Linked DNA regions of Mus musculus: regions 2, 3, 4, 5, 6 and 7 are each linked to region 1. A link is a contact called in public promoter capture Hi-C and targeted proximity ligation data. All regions are on one chromosome and are shown on one strand. The core of a region is the stretch at or near the end of the contact, and the rest is flanking DNA. Distances in the headings are between cores, read along the strand shown. Region 1 holds the start of Men1 (multiple endocrine neoplasia 1). Region 2 holds the start of Sart1 (squamous cell carcinoma antigen recognized by T cells 1). Region 3 holds the start of Fosl1 (fos-like antigen 1). Region 4 holds the start of Efemp2 (epidermal growth factor-containing fibulin-like extracellular matrix protein 2). Region 5 holds the start of Ovol1 (ovo like zinc finger 1). Region 6 holds the start of Stip1 (stress-induced phosphoprotein 1). Region 7 holds the start of Bad (BCL2-associated agonist of cell death).

Region 1 (2,600 bases), core at 32-2,531:
TTACACAGGCTCTCTCTCTGAACCTGCAGCTAGGTCGTTAGGCAGGAAGTCCCAAGACCCTCCTCCCTTTAACCCCCACACTGACCCCATTCCCCATCCATGCCCTATAATGCTAGGATTCCAAACGTATAAGTGAATTCTGGGTATTTGAACTCAGGTCCTCCTACTGGTACAACAAAAGGCTCTCAGCTGCTACATCATCTCCTCAGCTTCATCTATTGAGGTCTTGGTCTCAGACAAAAAGACTTCGTTTTGGAAACAGGGTCATTACAGACTTCGTGAATTAAGATGAGGTCATGAAGCCTTGTGGGAGGGGTGGTGCCATGTGGACTGGTGGTGAACATCTATAATCCCAGCATGGTGGAGGCTGAGGCAGGAATATTGTGAGTCTGTGGCCAGTCTGAACTAAAAAGCAAGATCCTGTCTAAGGTAAAACTGACCTTGAACTTCCTGATTTTTTTTTTCTTTTCTTTCCTTAATTTTATTTTACCTATGTGTGTGCATAAGGTGCCTGCTTGGAGCCTGCAGAGGACAGCAGAGAACATTGGACCTCCTAAAGTGGGGCTAAAGACCCAGTTGTGAGCAAACATGTACATACTGGGAACGCAGGGTCCTGAGCCAGAGCCGCCAGGGCTCTTAACTCTGAGTCATCTCTGAAGTCCACCCTGAGTTCCTTGCCTCTAATTTCAAGGACTGGTATTGGATCATAGACCAGTCTTGCCTTGAGCTCACCAAAATCCTTCTGCCTCCGCCGTACTGTGTTCAGCCTTGCATTCTTTTTAGGTGTGGATGTTTCGTCTGCCTTTTTATGTGTGTGCACCAAGTCAAGCTTGGTGGAGGTCAGAGAAAAGCATGGGTCCTCTGGAAGTGGAGTTACAGATGGTGAGCCACAATGTGGGTGTGGGGACCTAAACTTGATCCCAGGTCCTTTGCAAAAGCAACAAGTGCTCTGAACAGCTGAACCAGGTCTCCAGCCTCCTTGTAGTGTTTTAGAGCAACAGTTTCCCTCACATCTTAAACTGGCCATAATACACACTGCAGGGGCGCTACTGCGCCTGAGTTTAATCCTAGGACTACAATCTCCCAGAAGTCACGGAGGAACTTCTTCTGGCGTGATCCTAGATGACCAATCGTTGAGGAGCTCAGCTTACCCGCCCTGGAGCAGCAGGACTACTTCTTCCATAAGCCATTGCGGGTTTGGCTGTCATTTTCAGATTTAGAGAGGGCCGGGTGAGCAAGGACTCCCCATTTCCCAGCAGGCAGTGCGGCCATAGGAGGCGCGGGACTTCATTTCCCAGCAGGCTTCAGGCGGCGGGCGCCGCGGTGCCTTGTGTGGGATGTAAGCGCGGAGGTGGGCGCGGGGGACCGAAGCCGGGACTCTCCTTGGGACTTGTGGGAGGCTGGTTTGGGTTTGCCTTCTGGACAGGCTCCAGAGGGCCGGGTAGAGATTGTAGGGACTGGAGGGGCGGCCTTTGAGGGTCCCCAATAGGTCTTTGGGAGCAGCCTCATCGGGGCTGGGGGTCCCGGAATTGTAAGGAACTAGAAGGCCCTATATAGCCTTGGTTGAAGGGTCTCAGAAACCGAGCCGCCGCCCGTGAGCACAGGACGAAGCGGCTGGCGAAGCAGAATTGTGGCGGAGGGTAGAGCCTTAGCCGAGCCTGGGAGGGGGCTCTCTCGCCGAGCCCGACCCTCCCTCCCTCGGCTCGCCCGCAGGCCACCGCCCGCCGCCATGGGGCTGAAGGCCGCCCAGAAGACGCTGTTCCCTCTGCGCTCTATCGACGACGTGGTGCGCCTGTTTGCTGCAGAGCTGGGCCGAGAGGAGCCTGACCTGGTGCTCCTGTCCTTGGTCCTGGGCTTCGTGGAGCATTTCCTGGCTGTCAACCGTGTCATCCCCACCAACGTGCCGGAGCTCACCTTCCAGCCCAGCCCCGCACCCGACCCTCCTGGTGGCCTCACCTACTTCCCGGTGGCCGACCTATCCATCATTGCTGCCCTCTATGCCCGATTCACCGCTCAGATCCGCGGCGCTGTGGACCTCTCCCTCTATCCTCGAGAGGGAGGTGTTTCTAGTCGCGAACTGGTAAAAAAGGTCTCGGATGTCATATGGAACAGCCTCAGCCGCTCCTACTTCAAGGACCGGGCCCACATCCAGTCCCTCTTCAGCTTCATCACAGGTTGGAGTCAGACAGGTGGTCAGGAGAGCAAATGAGTGTTGTCTTACCTCTTCTCATGTCTGAACAATATGGCTTATAGCCCTTTTGAGACTTGTAAACCTTGTGTGGTGGGGCAGGTATTATTTCTCCTTCGCAGTTGTGGAAAGAGAATTCTGAAGAGGGGAATGTCAGAATGACAGGGCTGAGACTGGAACCTGGTCATTTGGTGCCAGCTTTTACTCCCCAGTCTTTCAACAGTCCCAGCCCTGCCATTGAATAGCCAGAGGGATCTGGCAGCCCAACATATGGGGAAAGAAGGTGGTAGCAGACTGGGGAGGTAGGACAAATGGGTGGGTACATTTGAGACAATTAAGATTATACCTTTGAAAATATTTTGAAAGGAAGCACGGGCTTGACTAAGGACAAAGTGCTTCAGCTCTCCGTGCA
Region 2 (2,600 bases), core at 76-2,575, 950 kb before region 1:
ATCCTTTGTTTAAAAGATTAATGTCCTGTGGTGGATCACACTTCAGCAATGCTCTCTTTGCATAGATCCTATGGGCAGACTGTGGGTTCCTGCCACTGGCTACTATTTATGCTCCTCAACATGTTCCTCTGCCCACAACTGAACTACTGGAATTTAGCAGGTTCTATGCCTGACTCTCGTTCTCATTCCACATGTTCTAAGGCACTTCTTTGGTTTCCTGAATACACACCAGCCCAAAGTCACTCTATCTCACTTAAACTGTAAGGTTTCCCATATACACCAAACATAAAGTTCTCCCAAAACTGTGTCATTCTCCCCTGCCTCAAATCTGCTTCTCTTCTAAACTCAGTTCCAACAGATGACACCTCCATTCACCAGGCCAATCAGACCGAATTCCTATTCAATCTGTCCACTTCTCTCCGGCCCGCTGCATAGAGAAACATGCATACTATTAGCCCTCACCTGGTTGCTTGGACCTCCCTCCCGATCTCTTGATCTCTGGTCCTACGTTTGACAAGCTCTCAACCCACTGATCTTCATAAAATATCATGCAATTCAAGTCACTTGCTTACTCAAATCCTTGGCTCCCTACCATCCTCATAACAAAGCCCAAACTTCTCAACAGGGCTTACAGCGCTGGTTCAGACCCAAGCCTATCTTACTGCTTCATGTCTCCGCTATGAGCTATTGGTCGATTGTCTGTACACGCTCGTCCCACCTCATTCACCCACCCAATGCATTGCTGTGAAGTGCCAGGAAGACAGGGAAGGCAGGAAGACTCCTGTCTTCTTAAAGCTTAACGTGGAGACGTCAACGTTTAACCCCAAACACCCGGAGGACGTCTTTAACCCGAGAGGCAGATGGCCCTCGAGGTCCTCCCGTACCCTCCGTCCTGGGCATCCCAAGACCCTGCCCCGCCCCCGGGCCCCGCCCTCACCGGCCTCGTAGCCGTCATCGCGTTTCTCCCGCTTCACGCGCCGCTCCGAGGGCTCCGCTTGGCTTCGTTCGCGACCGTGCGCGCCGCTGCGGGCCTCGGCTTCCGCCCCACGCCGCCCGCTCCCGCGCTCACTCCCACGCTCCCGGCTCCGCTTCCGTCGTTCGCCGCCGCTGCTGCCGCCGCCGCTGCTCCGGTGCTTGTGTTTCTTATGCTCGCGATGCCGTGGCGGCTGCTCGGTCGTGCCCCCAGTCCCGGCCGCAGCCGTCGTCCCGGCCGCCTCCTTCTCGCCACGGTGCTTCTTTGACGACCCCATGATTATTGCGTCCGCCTGGAGCCGGGCCGCTACCCTAGCCCAGACGACGCGAAATGGGAACGCTTCCGGGTCGCGCGACCGCCCCGTTCCTGTTGCCGGAAACTAAGAGGGGCTGTTTCCGGGGCCTGCCTGGGAACCTCCAAAGGCTCACGGGAGGGACTGATTGAGGGTGCGCGGTCCCGCCTGCCAGCTACTGGTCTCTGCGCACGCGCACCTGTAGAGACTGCGCCGTCCACCCTCTCGCGCCATCTAAGATGGTAGTCGTAGAGCCGTAAGAACTTTAGCATGGTACTGGGTCATCATCTCCGGAGCTAGAAGTTTCCCCTGCCTCCTTCCCCTTCCACTCTGATCGCTTCGTGGTGCTCTGTGCCTCAAGTCTCTCTGTGGGCAGCCCCCTCTCCAGTGACTGTCCAAGCAAGCTCCCTAGTGCCGGGGCTCCATCCAGAGTTGGAAAATACTCTTTCTTTTAGCGAACGCTACCGTCATCCTATGTCCCCTAGACTGATGGATTGGACCGTTTTATTATTATTTTTTAGACAGGGGTTTTCTCTGTCCTGGAACTCACTCTGTAGACCAGGCTGGCCTCGAACTCAGAAATCCGCCTGCCTCTGCCTCCCAGGTGCTGGGATTAAAGGCGTGCGCCACCACCGCCCAGCTGGATTGGACCTTTTTAACTAGGCTTTGGAGTGCTCTTTGAATTTGTGCCTATAAACCTGGTGATACTGAGTGATGGTTTGTTTCTAGTTTTCTTTTTTTGTAAAGGTAGGTCTAGTACTTGTTACTTACCCCTGGCTGTCTTCAAACCCACCACAGTCCCTCTGTCAGCCTCTCGTGTGCATGGCCACTCCAGGCTTGAGTGCAAATTCGGCACATTTGTGCATGTATATGCTTTCCCTCCTTTTTTTGTTTTTCCCGTTCTGTCTAGCCTGTTAACTATGTAGCCCAGGCTGGGATTACATGCTTTTCTCGACTTTTCCTGGGTTTCTGTTTGTTTGATTGTTTGTTTAGTTTGGTTGCTTTGTTTTGGGTTGAGTAAAGGGTTAAGGGTTTAAGTTAAGGGTTCACACACTCCCATCTGATAGTCGTTGCTCCTCTCTGGACTTCCGGTGTAGCACCTCGCTGGTGTGGTTTGGTGTGGGGGATGGGCACCTTTGAAGGTCCACCCCGAGACTGAGCGCCTTCAGAGGCAGGGTCCTGTTCACTAAGATTTCTAGGTCCCCTGGCATGTTGGGGAAAGCATGGCAAAGTCTCAGCGGATTCCTTTCCGGTGCCCCACGCCTCAGTAGAGAGACGGCTTGTTGAGAATGAGGTGTAGCCTGGGTTTCCAGGGCGTGGGGGAAACAGCTCAAC
Region 3 (2,600 bases), core at 43-2,542, 890 kb before region 1:
ACCCCAGCCTTTGTTCCCAATGAAGACAGCCCAGGCCTCTGCTTCCCTGAGGACAAGTTTCTTCAGTCTCCATTGAGATGGAAGAAATCAGAGAAAGAGTTTTGGGACCCATGCTCTCCCAGTCTGCCATTCTTCGTGTACGTACAATGTAAAGGCTTGAAGCTCATGGCCTGACTTGGTCACCAGACTCAGCCACTTACTCAGTGGCCTTGAGCAACTCATTTCAATACCTGTCAGCCTCAGTTTTTCCCATCTGAGAAGTGGGGGTTATGATGGCATTTACCTCCTCAGCACACCTGGTCAGGACCTCACCCGTATCAAGGCCTTTCACATACTTCCAAAGTGGGCTGGTGACACACATAGTACTGGAGGAGTGCCTCCAGTCAGACCTTCAGTCAAGAAGCCTTACTGACTGTGTCTCAGGACACCTATGTCCTTCTGTAGGCGCTCTCTGCCTGTAGAGGCCTGGATTAAAGCTTGTGATAGCTCCAGAGACGGTCTCAAACATGTAGCGCCTTCTATCTGTGGGTACACTAAATGCCACTTCACGTAGTATTCAAATATAACAACATTTCATAACCCTGGTTTGTCAATAACCTTTCAGTCTATCAAAAACCTTGACAACAGTTGAAACTGGGTGTGGAGGGGCACATTTGTAATGTCTGCCCTCCACTTGAGAAGTGAAAGCAGGTTATTCTAAGCTACATAAGGAGTTCAAGGCCAACCTGCACAACAAGAGACCCTATCTACAAAAGCCAGGTGTGATGGTGGCACAGTCCAACACTTGAGAGGTGACGGAAGGATCAGGAGTTCAAGGGCAGCCTCAACTAGATACCTGAGACCCTGTCTCAACCAACCTCCCTCCACAAACCACAAGCAAAGCAAACTCAACTAAAGAAACTTCTCACCCCACTTGAGAGGAGCGGTCTTAAGTCAGGACTGCAGACTTGGGTGACAGTTGGAATGATTCTCTCCAGGTAAATAATGATGATGATAATAATAACCCATATTTATAATTCACTTCCCAGCTTTCAGACACTCTCCCCGTTCTTCTTTCTAAGTCTTGGCGCGAGGCCAGGCGGCCACAGGATTTTGTTTCGCCCTGTGTTGGGAACCTTGGCTAGTCTGAACGGGGCGGGGCGCAGTTGCAAGCCCCAACTTCGGCAAGGTGCGTCAGGGGGAATCCTCGGTGCACCTGGGCGCGGCAAGGAAATTGCACCATGTATGGGCAGCTGCGTCAGAGGGGGGCGTGGCCGCCGCGGATGCTAGGGGACGCCAAGTCGGTCGCTTTCTGTCTGTAGAGGCGGCTTGCCACCCGAGCAGAGGGTCGTGAAGTTCCGAGCGGACCGGTCCACAGAGGTTCATCTGGAGAGGTGGGTCCCCTGCGAGGTGAAAGGCGCCGCTGAGACACGCCCCCACCCCCCGTGGTGCAAGTGGTTCAGCCCAAGAACTTTTCATTCATAAAAAAGACCAGACTCCGAGAGGCGCGAGTGAGTCAGAACCGCAGCCGCCAACGCGGACCCTACCGAACATCCAGCCCAGGGCATGTACCGAGACTACGGGGAACCGGGACCGAGCTCCGGGGCTGGCAGCCCGTACGGTCGCCCCGCGCAGCCCCCGCAAGCTCAGGCACAGACCGCCCAGCAGCAGGTGAGACTGGCCGAATCGTCGGGGGGGGGGGGACCTGAGTTTGGACAGCATCAGGGATGCTGGGATTAGTCTAGTTTGCTCCGGGATTTGGACTGGGGCCCCGAGCAGCATCTGACTCTGGTGGTCGCGACCGAGGATCCTGCACGTTCTGTGTGGTCGGGGAACCTATGTACCCGGTGGCCAAGGGGACGAGCGCAGCGGGAAGCGCGAATATCTGCGAATTCCCCTTCTCGCTCGCCCGTATCTCCCTAGCTGACTGTCTTTCTGCCCCTCCGTCTCCGTTACGGTCTTACATTTCCTCCTATCTGCCCCTAATACGCTGTCCCTCTAAATACCTGCCCCATCCCTGCCTGGACAGGATCAGAGGTGTTCTCCATCTCCAGTTAATAACTGGGACCTGGGGTCTGGGCACATAGAGACGGGGTCCATCAGAACTCAGCCGGGACAGAGAATTCTTAGCAGCCTGTCCGAGGCTGTCCGTGTGTTGCTCTGGTTGTCCGTGTCCCTTTATCCGGTCAAGTCCTCATCTCTTTGTGCGCAGTATAGAGCCCATGGGCCCCAGGCAGTGGTTCCGAGGGGTTCCTGGAGACCACGAAGTGTTGGGATGTGCGCGGGGTCACCTGCCCGGCCACACTCGCGCTCCACATTCTCGGCACCCGACGTCTCTCACTGCTGGATAGGGGCACTTGAGAGGTTGCAGGTGTCCATTTCCTGTCGAGGGGCCGCGAGCACGTGTCGCCAGGGGAGGGAAGGAGCTGCGTCCGTTTCGCCGAGTCACAGCGGGCCGAGTCACTGAGGCTGAGTCACCCTGGGTGCCCCTCCCTTCCTGGCCCCAAACGGCCCCTAAGGACCGACGACCTGGGAGCGAGAGATGCCCCTGGCAGTGCTTCTAGCCCAGAACGGGGGTCACTGAGATGCTGGGTCCCCCAGTATTGGGCTGGGGACATAGC
Region 4 (2,600 bases), core at 43-2,542, 860 kb before region 1:
CTGGCCACGCAATCTAGCTAAATTAGTAATTTCCAGCGACAAACCCTGTCTTAAAACATAAGGTGAATAGGTACACACGAATATACCACATACATTACCACTCAGACAGTTAAATGAAATGAAGCAGATTTTTTTTTTTAAACGTCAAGGCAGAGCGGAGCATGGTAGTGTACACCTTTCATCCCAGAGCCTAGGAGGCAGAAACAGGCGGATCTTTGTGAGTTCGAGGCCTCATCTACTTAGTGAGTTCCAGAACAGTCAGAGTTACACAATGTGAGACCCTGTCTCAAAATGACAAAACAAAAACAAACAAACAAACAAGATGGAAAGAGGTTGGGTAAGGGAAAGTTAAGGAAGACCTGGTTATTGCCGCTAGCGGTCTGGGCCAGGCACGGGAACCCTGGACACGCAACCCTTTCCCGTCTAGGCCCGCCTTGAGACGTGGGCAACGCGAAGTCCCGCCCATTCACCCCTTCCTGGGCGCTGGAGGCACCCAGACTCCGCCTCCAAGGCATGATCTCCGCTGGGGGCGGAGGCGGAAACTGGGTGGGGGACTTGGATGGGAAGAGGCTCGGGAAAGGGCTGGCACTGGGCCCTAGTGTCCTCCGCGCCCAAGTTCAAGCTTGCCCGCCTTCCCAGGGGCTTCCATTCATTTCGAGCCAAGAATACTGCTGCCCTCTCCCCCATACTACTGTAGTTTTGCGCTGGCACGGCTTGGGGAAGCAGTACCCCAAGTAAAGAGACCACCTGGAGGCCGTGGATGTGGATGCAGAGGGAATTGGACAATTAATTTGGACAATTAATTAAGTTGGACGAGGGTCTGGAAACCTTGGATGAAGTTTTAGGATCATCTAAGTGATGATGGTTTAACACTGGATAAAATTCTGAAAGGAGTAGAATTTGAAGCTCTGAGGATTAAATGCCTAGTAGGTTCTGGGAGGCGCAGAATCGGGTTACACGGAGGTGCGAATGCACAGCATGGGATTCCGGAGGCACAGGTTAGATAGGGTCTAGGTGGGCAGAATAACATTTTGAGTGAAGGCCCGGGGTCCTTAGGTGAGTTTGGGGGCCAAGCATCAAGGTCAGTGGCCTAAGGATCCAAACTTTGGGAAACTCTGGCTGGGCGTCCGCAGGCGACTCCAGGCAGCGCCGCGGGGGACCGGGTGGGGGCCTGTGGCCGGCCGGGGCGGAGAAGCCGGGGGGTCGGGGTCCCTCCCCCTGGCGCGGGCTCAGGAATCCGCCGAAGGGCGGGCGGAGGCGCCGGGGTGGGCCGCGGCCGGCGGGCGGGCGGGGGGCGCTTCCTGGGGCCGCGCGTCCAGTGAGCTGCGCGGTCCGTCCGTCCGTCCGCCCGCCCGCAGGCACTGCTGGAGTCGACGCGTGAGTGGCCTCCAGCGGAGGGAGGGCGCGGGCCGTTTGGCGGCCGAGTCGGTGCTGCGCGGAGCGGGGAGGCCTGCGCTTCACGACTCGCGGGGCGGGGGCGGGGCGGTCCGGGATTGCGGGCCTGGGCCATAGGCCTGCGAAAGGATTCTGTCCCCAGCCCTGGAAGGTTCCAGCCTCAGCACAGTCCTGAGACGAGACAGCTGGGACCCAGGCTCCCCTTCCAGATAGAGGGAATGGGGGGTGCTGTGGCAGAAACCCCTGACTTCTGCCCACCACCTCCCAGCCTCAGGATGCTCCCTTTTGCCTCCTGCCTCCCCGGGTCTTTGCTGCTCTGGGCGTTTCTGCTGTTGCTCTTGGGAGCAGCGTCCCCACAGGATCCCGAGGAGCCGGACAGCTACACGGTGGGGACCGTGGGGTCACCAGCTTGGGATGGGATGGGAAGGACAGTGAGATCAGGATCCTGGGGAGGCTGCTTCTGGGCAAGATTCTCCCCGGCTTGGTTGGTGGAAAGCTGGAGGCCATTGTGTGGAGCTGACCCGAGCATGACTCTGAACTCTGGCCCTGGTCTTGGCCTGGCTAGTTGGTGGAGACAGCCAGGGTGGTCACTGGCCACATCGGGTTCCCTTCCAGGAATGCACAGATGGCTATGAGTGGGATGCAGACAGCCAGCACTGCCGGGGTGAGTCTCTGTCTGGGGTACTAGCCATCTTCAGGAACTGGGAAGGGGGTTGTTGTTTCCCAGGGATACCTTACCTCCCAGAGCTGCTGCAGGAACTTGATGGCCCTTTTCCCTGTCCAGCTTGGTAGCCAGCCATGCTTCCCTTGTGCCACTCAGTTAGGAGCCCTGCCCCTTCAAGAAGCTGGACAAACGGCCTCTATCCTGCAGGAGGGAAGGGAGCACCTGGCTATTGCCCAGAGAGAAGGAAATACGCACACCTTCCCTGGACTGCACTGTACCTGCCTAGCCCAGCTCTTTATCCCAATGCAGCCTGGGAGAGCCGTGCATGCCCCGTGGGTCGGCAGGCCCGCAAAATTTCTCTTGGGCAAAGGTAGAGGCAGGGATTTGAGGAGGCAGGAGAATGGAGATACCAGTGTGAAACAGGGGGCCCCACTCCCAGTCCTGCCAATCCCTGGCAGGGCTTCTGGGTCAGCAGCCTTAGTTTGCCTAGCAGAGAGAAAGTCTTGCTCTGTTGCTCAGCTTAGAGAAGGCCAAGTTGGGC
Region 5 (2,600 bases), core at 50-2,549, 770 kb before region 1:
CAAGAACCCGCACAGGGCCCCTCACTCACCACCCTCATTTCCCCTGCTTTCTTAAAAGCCTGGGTGGAGCCAGGGAACCTGCAGATCAAGGGTCAAAGTCGGTTGGTTAATTACCGCCTCCCCCTCCCCCCTTGGAGGCGCAGGGCAGTAGGCTCCTGCCCCACCCCCCAAGATAGGGGAGGGGAGTTTTGTATTGGGAGAGAGGGGGCAGAAGTTTTCTAGGGTCTCAGAGGAAGATGCAGCTGGAAGAAGAGACAATTCTAGCAACTCAATTCTAAGTTGACGTGCAGGCTGTCAAGGCGTCCTCCCTAAATAAACTAGGTACACTGGCTTCCTGGAGTACCTTACGGCTCTAAGAACCATCTTTTGCTTAGTGTCCTCCACGAGCTGAACCGAGGTGGGACTGTCTCAAAGGCAAGCAAGGTACATTGGGTTTATTTCCCAGCAGCTCCTGGACCGTCAGGCAGGAGTCCAGGGAAATTCGGTGGTCCTGAATCTGGACCCTCATTTCAATACCACCAAAGTTATGGGGCCAAGTTTTCTCTTACAATGTAGCCCAAGTTTCAGCGGAAACTCCAGCTCTGCTCCTTTCCATTCCCTGGCCCTCCCCTCCAAAGTGGCATCGCTCCAGTGCTCCTCTCCTGCCTCATGAAAGCCCGGGTTTTCTGGATTTACGACACGAGAGCCGGAGGTCGCCTGAGCGGTGACACACCCCACTGCGTCCCCTGTAGCGCGGCGCGGGCAGGAGATCCCGGGCCTGAGAGCGGCAAAGCCTCGGTTTGGAGTCCCCTTCCCCCACCCACGCTCCTTCAGCGCCGGGGGTCGAATCGCGACGAGAATCTGCGTCCCCACGCTCGACTGACCGGCGCCGACCGCTGGTCCGTGCGCCCCGCCCTCCCGGCGCCGGGAGCCCGAGGCGCCTCACCTGGCACGTAGATCTCGCCGCGCTCTTCGTCCGGGAGCTCGCTCCAGTTCCTCTTGCACGTGGAGACGCATGGCTTCTTCACCAGGAACGCGCGAGGCATCTTCAGTTCCTCCTGGCCCGGCGCGGTTCGCTCTGGTAAGTCGAGTTCGTGTGGTCGTCCCACCTTTTCTTCCACCGGATCGGGGTTGAGGCGCGGGAATAGGGACAGTTCAAGGAAAGAGTCGCCGAGGCGTGTCCACGTTCTTAGGACAGAGTGTACCAGGGACCACGCGTGGCGTTTCCAACTACGCCGAAGGTCGCCGGTGTCCACAGAGAGGGTGCAGCCAGGTGCACCGGGATCGCAGAAGCGCTAAGCCAGCGTCCTTTAGCTCGACTGGCGTCCCCGCGGCTGCTCGCGAAGTCTTCAAGTGCGAGCTGGACGGACGGGTTCACGCTTTATTGGCTCGCGGCGGTGTGTGTTGGTGGCTCGGGCGGGGGTGGGGTAGGGGTGTTGATCTGATCTAATTAGCTTGGAGTGGCCGAGAGAGCGATGGCGCATGCGTTGGGAAATAACGGTGACAACCCACCTATTTGTTACCTGTCGAACCGGTTTCCATTCCGCTGCGGGTGAGGTGGCCTCGCGGCCCGGGCGGGGTGGCACGACGGGGGCAGGGTTAGGGGGCGTGCTCCGGTCCCCACACCCAGAAGCACCCGGCCCGCCCCGGACCTCCCCTGCCCAGCGTGCTCACGTTTGCAAACTAGAGTTTCGGAGGGAGCGGGCACGGAAAGGGAGGGGAGGGCAACGTTATTTGCACCGGCGCTCGCACGCTCTGTGGGCGATGACATAAAACTGGCCCAACAGGTCCGGGCCCAGCCTGGCGCGCCCGGGGCGCCGGGAGAGGCACAAAGCCGCGGAGCGGGAACCGGCGGTCCGGGCCCGAACCCAGCGGCCAGGGATCCCCAAGGCCAGGGTGAGCAATTCTTGGTTCAGCGGAGAGGTATTTGCTGGGCACCGGGTTCCTGCGGAAAGGCACGCGAGACGAGAGGTGCGCGTGGACCGGGAGGCTCGGATGCGCCTGTGAATCCAAAGCTGGAGCCTGCCTTCTGGTTTCGAGGGCGATTAAACTGCCCTGAGTCCAACCTAACCCAGGCCAGCACCTTGGCATATGGGCGGGTGTATTCGCCCAAACTCTCCTGGTCATAAACAGCCGGATTTCAGATTCTGAAAACCTGGAAGAGGCTCTGGGATAATGACTCCAGCTGAGTGAGATCTGACACAGTCCTCTTGCCTGTTGCAACCAGTGTCCTCCCTGGGTGGGAGATCAGCAAGCAGCTCCCCCTCCACCCTGCTGTACTCTTCAGCAGGCCTAGTTGGAGCTATGCCCCACCCCCATTGAACTGAGAGTGTTCCGTGGCCTTCGTGTGAGCCACACTATGACACTTTGGCCGTGCTGGGTTGCTTTTACTGGCTGACCTATTAAAGGCAGGGATGGAACCTGCAGTTAAAGGCTGCTAACATTTTTAGACTCCAGACTTCAGTACACCTGTCTCACATAGTGTTAAATGTTTGCCGGAACAGACTGTGAGGAAATTAGTCTGATAAATTAATTCACACAGTTCAAAAGTCAGGAGTCACAGGTGGATACGGTTCATGCTTGTGATCCCAGCTTGTGGGAAGCTGAGGTAGGGAAACTGA
Region 6 (2,600 bases), core at 69-2,568, 710 kb after region 1:
TCATCCTTAGACATCAAACGCTGAACCAACTGAGCCATCTCTAAGCCCAACGCTCAAATTTGTCATCTTACTGTAAGTTTGCAGTCCACAGGAACACTTGCACACTTGTATAATGGCTGGCAGGATTTTTCCCCACTGAGGAGGGTGGGGAGGATGGACGGGGTAGACCATAGCTCTAAATTCAGGCCCTGTGTTTGATCCCTAGTGCCACACAATGAATGAATGAATGATAATGAAAAACAACCTCTTTTTGTTGTAACAGAGCAAGGTGTTACTCATACCAAAAAAGCGTCTCTCTTGTCCGTACTGCAGTTACAGTTTAATTACTCCAAGGGTACAGAAAGTTGATTAACCTCTCCATTTAGTCTTATTAACAAGGTGAGAGGCCCCACGGTCCCTCACAGTGACTATTCCAGAACAAAAGGTTTTACTTTATACATCACAGTAAAAGTAGTAGTAAGCTGTGCTCTTTTTGTATGTGTGTGTTTGGATGAATCACAACGGTTCAATGACAGCTTCCAAGGTAACAAAACCTCTCCAGGCCTCAGATGCAGGCCACTGTAGCCTGAGCTAAATCACCAAGGTAAGGACGGCAGGTTTCCCTCTGTGCCCCAGATCAGATGCTGAGCGGTAGAGACAGGGACTTCTAGCTCCTCACTATCGGCTCACAACTGTCTAAAACCACTAAATCCTGTGTAATCGGGAACGGAATTTCCAAGGGTCGGATACTCAGTCACCCCACAGTCACTACGAAAAGTGGGGGGAGGGGCGACATATGTATGCCTCAGGGAGCCCTGGTGACACTGTCCGCGCCCGCCTTCTCTGCAGTCGCGCGGGTCCTTTTCCCGGGCGCACACAGATGCCGTGTACCCCGAAGGCTGCTGGGGTGATCGGTCACCGGATCCCTCCAAGTTCGCAGCGGCCGACAGGGGCCTCTCCGCGCTGAGGAGGCCCGGCCCCCAGAAGCTTCGGGGCCCGGCCGCGGCCAGGCCTGTTCCCGCTCCACTCGGCGGGTCGCGGGGGCGACGGGCGCTCGCCATTCTCCCCTCACACGCCCGACCGCGGCTCTCACGCCCGCGCCTCGGCCGCCCGACCCGGCCCCCCAACCACTCGCTTCTCCCCGCCAACAGGCCTGCGCTGCCCCGGGGCCCCGGCCGCCCCTCCCCCTTCACCTGCTCCATAGCCTGGCCCGGAACCCCGTTGAATCGAATTCGTCCGCTCCGCGTTCCCAACCGCACGCGCCGCCTTCTGGAACCTACTAGAAGCTGCCGGGACCCCCAGGTTACCGCCCCTTCCTCGCCTGCTCACTGGTTGAACACGTCCAGGAGGCTCTGCTCGCCCCTTTTATAGGCTTAAAGTTCAGTCAATCATCGTGACTTCTCTTTCATTGGTTTTTTACGGGTCTTCTCTTCAGCCCTGCCTCCTCTGCACCTCCGGATTGGACACTCCGCGGCAAGTCCCGCCTATTTCAGGGCTAGGCTAACTGAGGGAGGAGCGGGTCTTGACGACACGGATTGGTTGGTTAGTCCGTCAATTGTAGCTGGCCTGGCCGCACCCATTGGTCCTGTTCTTTCTGGAAATTTCCACAACTCTCATTGGGCTGAAGGACTCCTAGACGGAACCGCCTTTCAGAGGAAACATTCAATTGGGTGGATGGGTGGGGAAAAAAAAAAATTTGGCCATTCCTGGCGCTGATTGGTTTATGCCGCTGCCCTGTAAGGGGGTGCTCGGCTGGCTGGTGGTTCGTGGGGAGTCGAGCATCTGGCCCGGTGTCGCCTAGGCTTTAACTACAGCGTTACAAGCTGTTTTCCCTGAGTCTGAGACTGTTGGCCCGCGCTTCCTCGCATCCTGACTATTAGGCCCGGAATGTACCCAAAATATTGCGGGCTATGACGGGCCTGCGTTGAATGTTCCCAAAATGCTGCGGGCCACGACAGGCCTCCGCTTTTCCGGCAGTGTCCTGGCGGACCGGCTGCTTGGCCCTTACTCTCTGAACTCAGCTGCAAGCTTTGGTCACCATGGCCTGCCAGCAGAAATGCTACTTGGGTTGCAGGCTTAGCGTGTAGCTTATGGAACGACAGAGACTGATGATCAGGGGTCTGGACAGGATTTGTATAAGGAACGTGGGCTGTGCGGTGCCATGTCTGTGCCAGTAGCACCAATGCATACCCTCTCCATCCGGTTACCCCTTATCTGTTCACTTATGCCTACCTAGTTCTTTCTCCTGCCTCACTTAAGATCGGAGGAAATGAGCGGTGGTGGCATACAGCACGCAGGAAGCAGAGGCAGGTGTATCTCTTAAGCTAGCCTGATCTACATAGTGAGGTCCAGGACAGCCAGAGCTATCCATACCAGAACTATATAGTGAGACCCTGTCTCAAGAGAGAGGGAGAGGGAAGAGGCAGAGTGCTGAAATTACAGGTGTGAGCCAAATGTGGCAAGAGTACTTTTTGGGTGACTGGAGATAGAAACAAAGGTCTTGTCTGTGCTACACAAGCCCTCTACCCATGAGCCTCCAACCTTCTGTTTGACAAAAAGAAAATACAAAGGTTAGGTTTTTTGGTTGTTTTTTTTTTTTTTTTTTTTTTTTAATTACAAAA
Region 7 (2,600 bases), core at 54-2,553, 610 kb after region 1:
GGGGCGCCCAACGCCCCGCTCTCCCCCTCCCCAAGCTTGGTTCCTCTTTCCCCTCCAATAATCCGGATTGGGAGGCTTCTTCCTCTGTCCTCAAGATTCCAGACGTGTTCCCCCACCGCGTCCACCCTCAGCCCCGGTGAATAAGAGGAAGTCGATGTCAGGTCTCAGGCCGCTGCGGGGTAAGCGGGATCCGGTCGCCGGGACACCGGGCTCCAGCTCCCCGGCTCCCTCTGCTCCGCCCCACTCCTGCGCCTGCGCGGACGTCCGTTCGCTACGTAAACTGCGTAGCGACCGGCAGGGACTCCGAAGCCATGCGCCGCGCCCGGCGTGCATCTCTTCGAGAATCGCCGCAAGGTGCGCTGCCGGCGGGTGTCCCGGGTTACGGATGGCGGCGGGCGGCCGAGAGTAGAGCAGGCCGCACGCAGCAAGCACCTGGGCTACCAGTGCCATGGACCGCCAGCTCTTAATGTTTGGGGACTACCATTTCCCACGCTTAGATTCCCAAATCCACATCGCGTTCGGCGTGCCCATATGGGGGGCGGCAACGACTTCCCCGCACAGGGTCACTGAAGGAAACTTCCGCCCACAACCAAGATGGTACCCGGACCCCGCCCCCTAGCTTCTGTCTGCAGGCCCCGCGCTCCGGCCCGGGGCAGCGTACGCACACCTATCCTGGCAGCAGAGGCCCCTGGAGCCCCACGGCTCGCCTTCCTGGGCGCCCCGTCCCTTCTTCCGCACCCGGGCGGCCATCCTGCCGTAAAGGAGCTCCCGAAATGGCGCGGGGGGTTGTCCCCAAGACGGGCAGTGCAAGGCCTCCACGATCGGGAAGAAGGAGCTGGTCTTCCCATCCCGGTCACTCGGTCCAGGGGGAGCAATAACCATCGCAACGACCATTGCATCCGACGGCCGAGCTTCAGTGAACGGCTCTATAAGTAATCACTAAGCTGTTTACAGAGTTTTCACCAGCTCCCCAGGGAGGTGTCATTAACCCCATTTTACAGGAGGGAATTCGGGCCCAGAAGGGCTGGAGGACTTATCAGCCGAAGCAGGCCTCCAGGATCCAAATGGGAACCCCAAAGCAGCCCTCGCTGGCTCCTGCACACGCCCTAGGCTTGAGGAAGTCCGATCCCGGAATCCGGAGCCTGGGGAGCGACGCGGGAGGAAGGCGGTGGAGACCAGCAGGTCGGCGCAGGGGTGGGACCTGGCTTGGGGTGGCCCCGCCTCCAGGCCGACCCGGGATTTACTTCGAAAACTGATTGGGTCAGATCTGTGACAGTTCTCGTCGCCCAGGAAACTAGGGCCGGGCGCCCTTAGAACTGGAGGGAGGAGGCAGGCCCGGGTCAGGGGCCTCGAGATCGGGCTTGGGGTGAGACCTATTCCCGGTCCTAACGGGCAGGGGGAGCGCACTAGTGTCTGGACAGAGCTCTGAAGAGAGATTTAATATTCGGGCGACAGCCAGGCAGACTGAGCAGACAAATGAGGGATTGGGAAGATTTGGGGAGTTGAGCTACCGTGGTGGGAGAGGGAGACAGGAGTACCTCTCCTCTGCTTCTCATAAACACTGTTTGCCTAGCTGTGTAGTGAGTACTTCTTACCTTGTCTCTACAGCCCAGAGTATGTTCCAGATCCCAGAGTTTGAGCCGAGTGAGCAGGAAGACGCTAGTGCTACAGATAGGGGCCTGGGCCCTAGCCTCACTGAGGACCAGCCAGGTCCCTACCTGGCCCCAGGTCTCCTGGGGAGCAACATTCATCAGCAGGGACGGGCAGCCACCAACAGTCATCATGGAGGTAGGTTCCTCACTACCATTATCTGCCTGTCCCATGCCCCCTGACTCTCAGGTGCCCCTTACGTTGCTGTTGCAGCCATACTTCCTAAAGATTCTTGGGAAGCCCCAGATAGCTCCTTTCATCAGATTGCTTCTTCTACAAACCATCACTGGGCTAATTCACAGAGATGTATGGTATGCCCTTAATGATTAAGCTGACTCACTGAATGCTGAAAACAGACCCCCTTATTATGTCCCCAAGATCAGTGGGAGGTAAGCAGAGCCCCAAAGAAGTGACTTTTCTCTTTATTTATTTATTTATTCATTTATTTATTGTATGTGAGTACACTGTAGCTGTCTTCAGAAGAGGGCATCAGATCCCATTACAGATGGTTGTGAGCCACCATGTGGTTGCTGGGAATTGAACTCAGTACCTCTGGAAGAGGAGTCAGTGCTCTTAACCACTGAGCCATCTCTCCAGCCCAAGAAGTGGCCAGTAGGTCCGTTCGTTCGTTCGTTCTTTCTTTCTTTCTTTCTTTCTTTCTTTTTTTAAAATGATTATTTTTTGGTTTTTCAAGACAGGGTTTCTCTGTGTAGCTCTGGCTATCTTGGAACTCACTCCTACAGAAAAACCAATAAATAAATAATAATAATAAAAACTAATAAAAAAGGAAGAAGAAAGCTGAAGGTTAAAAGAAGGGATGGGGGAGGGGACTGGAAAAATGGCTCAGTGGTTCAGAGCATTTACTACCAGGCTGGCCTTGAACTCAGAAATCCTCATGTCTCTGCCTCCCAAGTGCTGGGATCAAAGGCGTGCACCACCGCCGCCCAGCT

The links. Promoter capture Hi-C pulls out the DNA fragments that hold promoters and counts their contacts. Capture Hi-C pulls out chosen DNA fragments and counts their contacts.
Region 2: a contact with region 1 is called in a promoter capture Hi-C map of pre-B cells, with 4 times the contacts expected there. A contact is called at or near these places in 3 of 39 promoter capture datasets (liver, neutrophils and pre-B cells), 5 of 130 datasets of targeted methods (acute myeloid leukemia, astrocytes, double positive thymocytes and 2 more) and 1 of 9 other capture datasets (liver).
Region 3: a contact with region 1 is called in a targeted proximity ligation map of pancreatic cancer cells. A contact is called at or near these places in 3 of 39 promoter capture datasets (embryonic stem cells and liver), 2 of 130 datasets of targeted methods (large pre-B cells and pancreatic cancer cells) and 1 of 9 other capture datasets (adipose tissue).
Region 4: a contact with region 1 is called in a promoter capture Hi-C map of pre-B cells, with 3 times the contacts expected there. A contact is called at or near these places in 10 of 39 promoter capture datasets (the C10 cell line, the SN4741 cell line, embryonic stem cells and 5 more), 4 of 130 datasets of targeted methods (astrocytes, bone marrow-derived macrophages, large pre-B cells and 1 more) and 1 of 9 other capture datasets (adipose tissue).
Region 5: a contact with region 1 is called in a promoter capture Hi-C map of liver, with 2.1 times the contacts expected there. A contact is called at or near these places in 2 of 130 datasets of targeted methods (kidney and pancreatic cancer cells) and 1 of 9 other capture datasets (liver).
Region 6: a contact with region 1 is called in a promoter capture Hi-C map of pre-B cells, with 2.3 times the contacts expected there. A contact is called at or near these places in 2 of 39 promoter capture datasets (pre-B cells and second pharyngeal arch cranial neural crest) and 4 of 130 datasets of targeted methods (bone marrow-derived macrophages, large pre-B cells, pancreatic cancer cells and 1 more).
Region 7: a contact with region 1 is called in a targeted proximity ligation map of pancreatic cancer cells. A contact is called at or near these places in 5 of 39 promoter capture datasets (cranial neural crest, embryonic stem cells, hippocampal neurons and 1 more), 8 of 130 datasets of targeted methods (astrocytes, bone marrow-derived macrophages, embryonic forebrain and 5 more) and 2 of 9 other capture datasets (liver and pancreatic islet).

Annotation. Positions count from the first base shown.
Region 1 is chr19:6,333,732-6,336,331 of GRCm38.p6, forward strand. It overlaps Men1 (multiple endocrine neoplasia 1), which reads left to right and starts at 1,282. Exons shown (of 10, transcript NM_001168489.1): 1 at 1,282-1,351; 2 at 1,714-2,174. The coding sequence starts at 1,730.
Region 2 is chr19:5,387,378-5,389,977 of GRCm38.p6, forward strand. It overlaps Sart1 (squamous cell carcinoma antigen recognized by T cells 1), which reads right to left and starts at 1,326. Exons shown (of 20, transcript NM_016882.3): 1 at 938-1,326. The coding sequence starts at 1,250. It overlaps D330050I16Rik (RIKEN cDNA D330050I16 gene), which reads left to right and starts at 959. Exons shown (of 1, transcript NR_033224.1): 1 at 959-2,600.
Region 3 is chr19:5,446,406-5,449,005 of GRCm38.p6, forward strand. Fosl1 (fos-like antigen 1) reads left to right here and starts at 1,293. Exons shown (of 4, transcript NM_010235.2): 1 at 1,293-1,650. The coding sequence starts at 1,546.
Region 4 is chr19:5,473,398-5,475,997 of GRCm38.p6, forward strand. It overlaps Efemp2 (epidermal growth factor-containing fibulin-like extracellular matrix protein 2), which reads left to right and starts at 1,293. Exons shown (of 11, transcript NM_021474.3): 1 at 1,293-1,377; 2 at 1,664-1,781; 3 at 2,011-2,059. The coding sequence starts at 1,671.
Region 5 is chr19:5,559,276-5,561,875 of GRCm38.p6, forward strand. Ovol1 (ovo like zinc finger 1) reads right to left here and starts at 1,300. Exons shown (of 4, transcript NM_019935.3): 1 at 926-1,300. The coding sequence starts at 1,025. It also overlaps a transcript of Ap5b1 not described here.
Region 6 is chr19:7,038,708-7,041,307 of GRCm38.p6, forward strand. It overlaps Stip1 (stress-induced phosphoprotein 1), which reads right to left and starts at 1,319. Exons shown (of 14, transcript NM_016737.2): 1 at 1,173-1,319. The coding sequence starts at 1,181.
Region 7 is chr19:6,941,259-6,943,858 of GRCm38.p6, forward strand. It overlaps Bad (BCL2-associated agonist of cell death), which reads left to right and starts at 1,304. Exons shown (of 4, transcript NM_001285453.1): 1 at 1,304-1,366; 2 at 1,609-1,788. The coding sequence starts at 1,617. It also overlaps a transcript of Gpr137 not described here.